Linked DNA regions of Callithrix jacchus: region 1 is linked to region 2. A link is a contact called in public Hi-C data. All regions are on one chromosome and are shown on one strand. The core of a region is the stretch at or near the end of the contact, and the rest is flanking DNA. Distances in the headings are between cores, read along the strand shown. Region 1 holds the start of LOC100399988 (retinoic acid early transcript 1E-like). Region 2 overlaps LRP11 (LDL receptor related protein 11).

What was found. Hi-C and Micro-C count contacts between places; a contact is called where the count stands out from the background.
Region 1: a contact with region 2 is called in a Hi-C map of skeletal muscle, with 5 times the contacts expected there. The contact joins the promoter of LOC100399988 here to the enhancer-like site in region 2. A contact is called at or near these places in 3 of 3 Hi-C or Micro-C datasets (induced pluripotent stem cells and skeletal muscle).

The regions. Positions count from the first base shown.
Region 1 is chr4:156,652,842-156,658,074 of calJac240_pri, reverse strand. It overlaps LOC100399988 (retinoic acid early transcript 1E-like), which reads left to right and starts at 2,991. Exons shown (of 3, transcript XM_035296949.3): 1 at 2,991-3,247; 2 at 3,923-4,077; 3 at 4,434-4,666. The coding sequence starts at 3,124. The coding sequence ends at 4,547.
Region 2 is chr4:156,618,712-156,623,356 of calJac240_pri, reverse strand. All of the region lies in intron 2 of LRP11 (LDL receptor related protein 11), which reads left to right. Among named protein-coding and RNA genes, the nearest start is that of LRP11, 18 kb to the left of the region's middle. Within about 2 kb of position 2,541, at least 5 of the 16 cell types and tissues checked have an H3K27ac peak or open chromatin away from gene starts, as enhancers often do.

The DNA.
Region 1 (5,233 bases), core at 1,742-4,241, 34 kb before region 2:
ATGGAACCGAGATTGCTCATAATCTGCCCTGGAGATGGGTGATTTTCTGGATTTCCCTGGGGGTCCAATGTAATCACAGGATCTTTGTAGAGAAAGAGGCAGACAGAAGAGGGAGAACGAGATGGGGGGGCACCCTTAGGATCCAGCCTGGTGGAGCTCCATTTGAAGGTGGGGAAATGGGCTCTGAGCCATGGATGTGGGCAGTTGGAGAAGGTGGAAACAGCAAGCAGGAGACAGTTCTCTCAAAGAGCCTCCCAAAGAAACACAGCCCTGACAGTGCAGTGATGTTAGCCCAGCAAGACCCATTCCAACTTCAGATCTCCAGAATGGTAAGACAACACATTTGTGGGTTGTGTTGTTTTGTTTTGTTTTGTTTGCAACCTCCACCTCCTGGGTTCAAGCGATTCTCCTGCCTCAGCCTCCCGAGTACTGGGGTCACAGGCACTGGCCACCACACCCAGCTAATTTTTGCATTTTTATTACAGACGGAATTTCACCATGTTGGCCAGGCTGGTCTTAAACTCTCAACCTTGGGTCATCCACCTGCCTTGGCCTCCCAAAATGTTGATTTACAGGCATGAGCCACTGAACTGGGCTTAATAAGATGTTTTAAAGTGGTCATTGCTTTAGAGGGAAAAAGTTCAGGTGAAGAAGGTCCAGGATTGCCTGGCCAGGCAGAGGTCTTGCACTAGGAAATAGGTGCCTCTACATTTAAAAATGATTAAGATGAAAAATTTCATGTTACATGAATTATACCACAATTTTAAAGAGGAAAGAAAGAAGGAAATTAATAAAAGGATTCCAACGGGAGGGGCAGGCATGGAAGGATGCACCTGGAGCAGGTGTGGGAGTGAGCCCGGCAGATGCCTGAGCAGCAGTGCATGCTGAGGGGAGGGTAATGCAAAGTCCTGGGCACGGGGACAACTGCAGGGCTCTGAAGACCAGTGAGGAGGCCGAGGAGGCCAAGGGTGGGGGCTGTAGCTGAGCGGCGAGGGGGCAGCGTAGAGGACAGCTGGCCAGGCTGCACAGGGTTCCCTAGGCGTCACTGGTGACTTTGGTTTTACTGAGAGAAAAGGGGCGCTTTGGGAGGGTTTGCAGCACAGGAGGGACGTGCGTGGTGAGGTTCGGAAGGATCACTCTGGCTGCTCTATTGTCAGTAGCCATTTGGCAGCTGGGGACAGGTACGGGGCCAAGTAGGCTGGGCCTTTCTCTGAGCTTGGCAACCCCTTCACCGTCTTATCCACCTACCTATCCATCCACCACCCAAATTACCCACCTATCTACTATCATTCCTTCAACCACCTACTCACCCGTCCACTTCCCCTCCCACCTTTCTGTTCATCCATCCATTTGTCCACCCAGGCATTCAATTAGCATTCACGGGGTATCTGTCGCTCTCCAGTCACCATATAGAACAGACCTGGACAAGAAGGAAAGCTGGTCGCCAACTCCTTGTAATTTTTAATCTACAAAGGGAAACTAGATAACTGAAGAACTAAACTTTAGGGCAAAAGATAGTTTGTGTCATACAGGTGACACAATCACCCACTGGACTGCAATCACCCTGGCCAGGAGGACGGTGGCCAAGAATCAGGGTTGGGTACTAGATGATGGTGTGGTCAAATAATAGACGTTTTATTTCTAGTTCAAAGAAGAGATAGGAAAGAGGTCCAGCTAACAGGTGATTTTTAAAAAAATTCTTCACAGCCTTACAACATAACCTCTAAATCTTCAGTGAAGTTGGATATATTCAAAAGTAGCTGGTGTCACTTTGGTGGGGGCTTTGTAAGGAAGTGGGCAGGTGTCTTTCAAGGAAGACGCAGGAGAAGAGCTGGTCTTCCAGTTGTGGAGGAGGATGGAGTTACAAGAAGGAAACAGCGAGGTTCAATGAAACAGTGGGAATGCGAGCTCGGTTCAAGGGCAGGAGCTCCAGGCCTCTAGAGAGCAGGATGATCCTAAAGTGTTTGCACAGAAACCAGGCGGTAGAGGGCACCAGCACCCTCCAGACACGAAGTAGGGCTGCTGTCACCTCTATGCCAGGACCTGCAGAAGCCTAAATCCTGAAAAAAGGTGGGGCCCTCTACCTACATATCAAGGAAAACATATGTATGCTATTACATGCTGGTCTCCAACAACTGCTAAAATTACACTAAATCCTTTCTAGAATTTCATGGCTGGGACTTGAGCCTGGTCTTGGTCTGTTCACCGATGACGAATCCAGTACTGATCAAGGAACACTATCCTAGAATGACTCACAAGAGACAGTTGACAGGTGATGCCACCGGGTTTACGTGGTGGGTAGGTGTTCTGCTAGGCAGGCCTAGAATGACTCACAAGAGACAGTTGACAGGTGATGCCACCGGGTTTACGTGGTGGGTAGGTGTTCTGCTAGGCAGGCCTCTCCGTCCCCAGGGGGACTGAGCTGGTTTCTGCTCCTGAGACAGTTTGCCCAGACTCTGAGAAAGCAGTCACCTCAAGCCTCTCCATCCTAGAGAAGACAGGACGGTGGCCGGTGTTCCGAACACCAGTGCAGAGGGAACGTGTGCATGTTTGGGAGTGAAGGAGGCAAGCAGGCACTCAGGTGGTGAAACCCCGTCTGTAATGGTAGACCAGTTGCTGGTTGTTTACATCTAGTTTGATTAATATTGGGGCGTGCTTGGGGGTGAGAGAAAATCTCAACCCTTTAAGAGGACAGAGTTTGAATGGGTTACGAATAATGGGAGAGGGGAGAATGGAGATGGGAGAAAAATACAGGAAGGGGGAGGGGCACAAGGAAGAAAAGGAAAAGCAAAAGAGGCAGGGAGGGGGAGGGAAGAGGAAATTGGAGGAAGGGAGAAGGAGCTCACATAACCTCCAACCATCCTGCTCACACCAGAGGGGGTTTTTTGCAGGGGCATTGGGGATAGGAGAGGAGAGAGAGTTTATTCAAAGTTAATTTTGTTTTCAAATGTCTCCTGTTATTTTTCAATAAATAATTATATTTTGAACATTTGAAAAACACTCGCTTCACAAAGTTCTTCTTTAATTGGGTCTCTACAGGCCTGTCCTTTGTTGTGCCTCTGTTGGGCAGTGCCCACGGCCACACTGTTGGACAACATTTCTTCATTATTCCAGTGAGGGTGTATGTATGCCCGCCCCGCTTCTTGCCTGTTACTCTCCAGTGTGCCAAGAATGTCCCTGACTCCTCACCCTGTGCACCTTCTTTGCCATCTACTGTTGCTACTAACAGCCTTGGGGATTGGGGTTGGTGAGTGTCCTGAGATCACAAGACCGGGCTGAGGACAGGGAGGAGGAGGGAGAAAGGTGGGGGGTAGGTGACTGGGGCTTCATGCAGGCTTCAGGCAAGTGGGTACCTGCTCTTAAAGGATGAGGTGAGGAAGAGGATCCCTGGGACGTTACTCGTAGTTTGTGGGAGACCGCAGCCTGAGATCCCAGGCCAGGCACTGGCTCACAGGTGACAGCTCTACAGTGCTACCTCCCACCTTCTACTCCAGGACCCTTTCCTGAACACCGAGGACCCAGGAGAAATTTGGTATGTGTCCCATAATAAATGCCTCTTTTTCCTTTTTGTTGAATGTCCTATGTGTTCAGCTGGATTTGAAGTCTCAGGAGGTCACACACTGGCTTGTCTGTTTTGTACCTCGGAACTTGGCAGATGTTGCTAAAAGTATTTGTGACAGGAATTCTCCTGTTAATGCTGTTAACACTAAGTGGACCCCAGAGGTCCCTGGTATCATCAAGTATCTCCCCCGAGAGAGTCAAGGGGAGACGGGAGCAGAGATCTGGAAGGTTGAAGGATTCTGGGATGGAGCCGTCCCCTCTGCCAGCCTGGCCCGGTCCAGGAAGTCTGGGGTCACAGAAGCACAGGTTCTAATGGGCCTCTTTCCCTGTCCTGGACCTCACCTGCATTTTTCTCTCACAGGTGCTCACTCTCTTTGCTTTGACTTTGCTATAAAATCATGGTCCAGACCAGGGCAGCCCTGGTGCAAAGCGCAGGTCTTCATGAATAAAAATCTTTTCCTTCAGTACAACAGTGACAGCAACATGGTCAAACCTGTGGGCCTCCTGGGGAAGAAGGTAAATGCCACCAGCACATGCAGAGAATTGACCCAAAAGCTAGAAGTGGGGTGAACCTCTGGATGGTCCTTCTTGACATCAAACCACAGATAAACACCAGAGGTAAGTGTGGAATGGAGTGCAGAAGTGGAGGCAGGCAGCAAGAGGGGAGAGGGAAGAGCACAGGTGGGGAGGGGCTTTAGGTGTATTTGTGTATTGATCACTGGCCCAATCATAGAAGCACATAGGACCCAACGGGCAAGAAAGGACAAGTCCAGGTAGAAATGCAGGCCCCTAAATGTGCTGCATTTCTTGACCTGTTGGAAGATGATGGACCTCTTAAGAGTGAGGATGATGGCTTTGTGTCTGGATTGCAGGTCCTTCCACTCTGCAGGCCAAGATGTTTTGTCAGCGTGAAGCAGAATGATGCACTGGTGCGTCCTGGCAGTTTGTCATTAGTGGAGAGGAATCCCTCCTCTTTGATGCGATGAACATGACCTGGACAGCAATTAATCATGAAGCCAGCAAGATCCAGGAGACATGGAAGAAAGACAGAGGGCTGGAAAAGTATTTCAGGAAGCTCTCAATGGGAGACTGCAATCACTGGCTCGGGGAGTTCTCAGCACTGGGAGGTGATGCCAGAACCGACACTCATGGCTCAGAAACTCTGACCACAGAAAAATTATCACATTGTTTTTTGTTTGTTTGTTTTTTGAGATGGAGTCTCACTGTTGTCACCCAGGCTAGAGTGCAGTGGTGTGATCTCAACTCACTGCAACTTCAACCTCCCAGGCTCAAGCGATTCTCCTGCCTCACCCTCCCAAGTAGCCGAGATTATAGGCACCAGCCACCATGCCCACATAATTTTTGTATTTTTAGTAGAGATGGGGTTTCACCATTTTGGCCAGGCTGGTCTCCAACTATAGATCTAATGTGATCTGCCCTCCTCGGCCTCTCAAAGTGCTGGGATTACAGTCACGAGCCACTGCACCTGGCTAATTTTCAGATTTTCAGTAGAGACAGGGTTTTGTCATGTTGGTCAGGTGGGTCTCGAACTCCTGACCTCAAATGATCTGCCCACTTGACCTCACAAAGTGCTGGGAATAGAGCATGAGCCACCAAGCCCAGCCACAAGTAGTTCTTTTCTGATAAACACTTTAAAACTAAATGAAAAAGA
Region 2 (4,645 bases), core at 1,292-3,791:
TCATGTGCACGTGACCCAGAGAAGTATTTATCCTGCAAGGAATTATGCTATGAGATTAGTTATGAAATAATTAGTAGGTAATTTTTAAGTATCTGATATGTGTCCAGTATTGTACTAGGCACGAAGCATACAGGGAAGCTCATGTTCCTGACTTGCTTCATTCATTCATTCATTCATTCATTCATTCATTCATTGACAGGGTCTCACATTGTTGCCCAGGCTGGAATGCAGTGGCATCATCATAGCTCACTACAGCCTCAAGCAATCCTATTACCTCAGCCTCCTGAGTAGGTGGAACTATAGTCATGGCTAATTTTTTTTACGTTTTTGTAGAGATGAGGTCTCACTGTGCTATCCAGGCTGATCTCAAACTCCTAGGCTCAAGCAATCCTCCCTCCTTGACCTCCCAAAGTGCTGAAATTACAGGCATGAGCCACAGCACCTAATCTGTCTTTTTCATTTGTGAAGACAGAATAGATGATTGGTCAGAACCAAGAGGTTATCCACTAGATTCAACGTTATATATTTTCTGCCCTTGAGCAGGATATTTTGTATCCGCTTAACTGTTAATCTGTAATACATCAAAATGCAAAAGACACATATTTTTCAGGCAGCTCATTAAATGACACTGACTTTCATGATTGTTAAACATAATCCATTTAAATCTGAAGTCAGGATGTAAAATATGACATTTAGGAACATGAAAGAAAGTAGGACATTTAAGGAGATTTGTAATTCATAAATCAGTGTATTGATTTACATTCATTAGTTGCTTAAAATTTTCTAATTAAATGGTTACCTTAGTCCAGTTGGTCTCCTTTAATAAAACACTATAATTGGGTGGCTTCTACAGAGCAGAAATGAATTTCTTTCTGCTTTGGATGCTGGAAAGTCTAAAATCAAGGTACAATCAGATTTGGTGTCTAGTGAGGGCCCATTTCCTAGTTTATAACCAGACACCTCACTGTTTCCTCACATGGCAAAAGAGGCAAGGCAGCCCTCGGAGGCCTCTTTCATTTTAATTTATTTTAATTTTAAATATATTTTAACTTTAATTTTTGGTTAAAGGATCCACGTACAGGTTTGTTATATAGATAAACTAATGAGTTGGGGACTTGGTGTGTAGATTATATCCTTACTTGGATATTAAGCATATTACCCAAAAGTTTTTTTTTCTAAACCTCTCCCTCCTTCCATCCTCCACTCTCAAGTAGGTCCCAGTGTTCTGCTGTTCCCGTTTCTCTGCCCATGTGTTCTCATTTAGCTCCCACTTATAAGTGGGAATATATGGTATTTGGTTTTCTGTTCTTGTGTTGGTTTACTGCGAATAAGGACCTCCAGTTCCATCCATGTTCCTGCAAATGACATAATATTGTTTCTTTTCATGGCTGCATAGTATTCCATGGTGTATATGTGCCACATATTCTTTATCCAGTCTACTGTTGATGGATATTTAGGTGGATTCCATATCTTTGCTATTGTGAATAGTGTTGCAGTGAACATATGTGTCCATGTGTCATTATAGTAGAACAATTTATATTCTTTGGGTATATACTTAGTAAGGGGATTGCTGGGTCAAATGGTAGTTCTGTTTTTAGTTCTTTGAGGAATTGTCACACCACTTTTCACAATGGACGAACGAATTTGCACTCCCACCAGCAGTGTGTAAGGGTTCCCTTGCTCCGCAACCTCACCAGCATCTGGTGGGTTTTTTTTTTTCATTTTTTAATAATATGGGGCCTCTTTTATAAGGGCACTAAGCTCATTCATGAGAGCATGTCTCCAAACGCCATCACATTGGGCATTAGGTTTGAACATGTGACCTTGGGAGGGCACACAGCCATTCCGTCTATAGCAGTGACTTCAAAATACCACACGTAAGGAAGCTTGCTAAAGGAGGGACATGAGTTACACCAACAACTTCAAACTAACTGCATCCTGGCCACCTACTATACATAATTTTTAAAAGATACGTATTACTAAGTTTTGTAGCCACGTATATACAGTGTGTGTGTGTGTGTGTGTGTGTAATTTAGTTTATACCTATATGAGAAGCTCAAACATGTATTCCTAGCCACTGAATTCCTAGCTAGGGAGATGGGGTTGAGTCAGAAAACAGACTGAGTCATTCATTGGTTTGGCCAGAGGCCAACTACCAAAGTACTGCTGAACAGGGATCTTGAGCAGAGATTGAAGCTCCTGCTTTTTATGATCATGTGTTTTTCCAAGTTACAAATTGGGTATGTTGTGTGTACATATGTAGATAGTTTTTTATCCTGAAACTTGGAACATGTCTGTGAACTACTTTAAATTCTCTCTCCAGTGTCATCCTAATGGGAGAAAATGTGTAGAAGGGTCACCTGGGCCCTTGAAGGGAAAGCATCCATGTGACAGTTCTACATCTTCTAAATAGCTGAATGCAAAGAGAGAACGCTGTCGTTAACTAAAGGAACGAAAAGAGCCAGAGAAGGGACCTTTTGGAGTGTGCTCAGGAGGCTGAAGGTGATTATCATCATCTGCATCTGGACCCAGTGTTTCCTGCATCAGAGAGGCAGTGCCTGGACAGACAGTGGGGAAGCATGCCAAGGCCAGGTGTGGGGATGGCCCCTGACCCAGGGATGTTCTTCCTTTCAGCCCTAGTATTGACAAGAGGCTTCCTAGTGAACTGCAGGCCTGCAGAGCTGCAGTTGGCAGCTGAGCTTTGACGACCGGAAGCTCAGTGACTCACTCTCTTTTGCAGGGAGCTCCGGCACAGGGTGACGCCAGCAGCCAGATGGATGGCACACCCAGCTCCCTGGCTTTAGTGCTTCCTTGGTTTATTTTATTTTTTTGAGACAGAGTTTCTCTCTGTCACCCAGGCTGGAGTGCAGTGGCAAAATCTCGGCTCACTGTAACCTCCGCCTCCCGGGTTCAAGAGATTCTCCTGCCTCAGCCTCCTGAGTAGCTGGAATTACAGGTGCCTGCCACCATGCCCAGCTAATTTTTGTATTTTTAGTAGAGATGGGGTTTCACCATGTTGGCCAGGATGGTCTCGAACTCCTGGCCTCAACAGATCCACTCACTTCAGCCTCCCAAAGTGTAGGAATCACTGGTGTAAGCCACCAGGCCCGGCCCCTTGGTGTTTTTAAAAATCTCTCTTGACTTTGTCTTCACCTCACTCCAATGTTCACACTCAGAATCTGGTCATGACTCAGCATCCCCCTGTCACACCCACCTTCTAAATCTCTGCTTGGAATCAATCCTGCAGCCCACCCCTCCACTCACATACCATGGCAGGAGGCAGCAGCTGCTCCCCGGAAGTCTTGGGGATTCTTGACTGCATTCAGGCTGAGCAGCTGGGATAGAGCAGCTTTGTCATATCACCTTACTTGATTGAAGGCTGCAGGGCCTCACCTGGACATACCCGCAGTGTGCCTGTCATTGTTCCCATGCTCCCTTGTGTTCCTAAGTCCCAAGAGACAGTAAATGAGGGCATAAGTTACTGCACTGCTGCCCACCAGCAAGGTCTGCCTGGTTCTGAGCCAGGATTAAAGAAAGCCAGAGCCTGCCACACAGCCACCCACCCCTCCACTTAGACAGCTCTGAGCTTTACCACCTGCACCTTTCCCTGTGTGTCTCGCCTTGATTCAGCCTGGTGCCCATACATAGGAAGAGGCCATAACTGACCCTCTTCTCACTGTGGGTGGACCTGGGAGGAAAAGTTTCCAGAAAAAAGAAGGCACCAGGCCCTAGTCCAGAGCTCAGGCCTCCAGGCCACTGCAGTGACCCAGGCAAGAGACAGGGTGGGCTCAGAGCAAGATGGTACCCATGGACAGGGTGATAAATGGTCAAATTCTGGATGTGTTTTTAAGGCAGACCCCATGGGATTTCCTGATGGATTGCAGGTGAGATATGAAAGAAGGATCATCAAATACAACCTTGAGGTCTCAAGAGTTCTAGTCTTGTTTTCAGTCTTATTTATCTGACTCTCTGATCTTATCTGACCGCATAAGATCTGGTCCTATCCAACAGATAAGACCTAAGCTCCAATTCTTATCTGATGAGAATGAGACCTTATCCAATCTTGTCCTGAGTCTCAGACTGACTTCCACTTTTATTTCAGTGGGTTCTGATTCCTAGGATCAGAGGTCCACTCTATGCTCTTTGGAAGTTCTCTTATTGTCATTAAAGCTCCCTCTGCTGCCCTTAGTATTTTTGCACTCACATAAGTGACCTCTGTTTTCCATTCTGTCAATGTAGTTGACACTGGAAGCAGTGTAATAGCATGGCAACAAACATTGCCAACATTTCTTTGAAATAACAAAGGGCAGGTGGCTGTCATTGCCAGCCCTCCGGAGTAAGGCTTTTACAGGGAAAGTGATGGACAGCTTGTAGGCCAGTGTAGACTGTTTTACAACCCAAGGTCTCCATTCTGTCACTGTCTCAGTGAATGAAACTCACTTCCAGAGTAAGGCTTTTACAGGGAAAGTGATGGACAGCTTGTAGGCCAGTGTAGACTGTTTTACAACCCAAGGTCTCCATTCTGTCACTGTCTCAGTGAATGAAACTCATTTCATGGGGATTCGTTTCTTTGTAAAGAGTAATTGTGTTATGTTGTTCAGTTAGAGATAAGAATCACCCAGTGGAGACGGTGGATATATTTAAG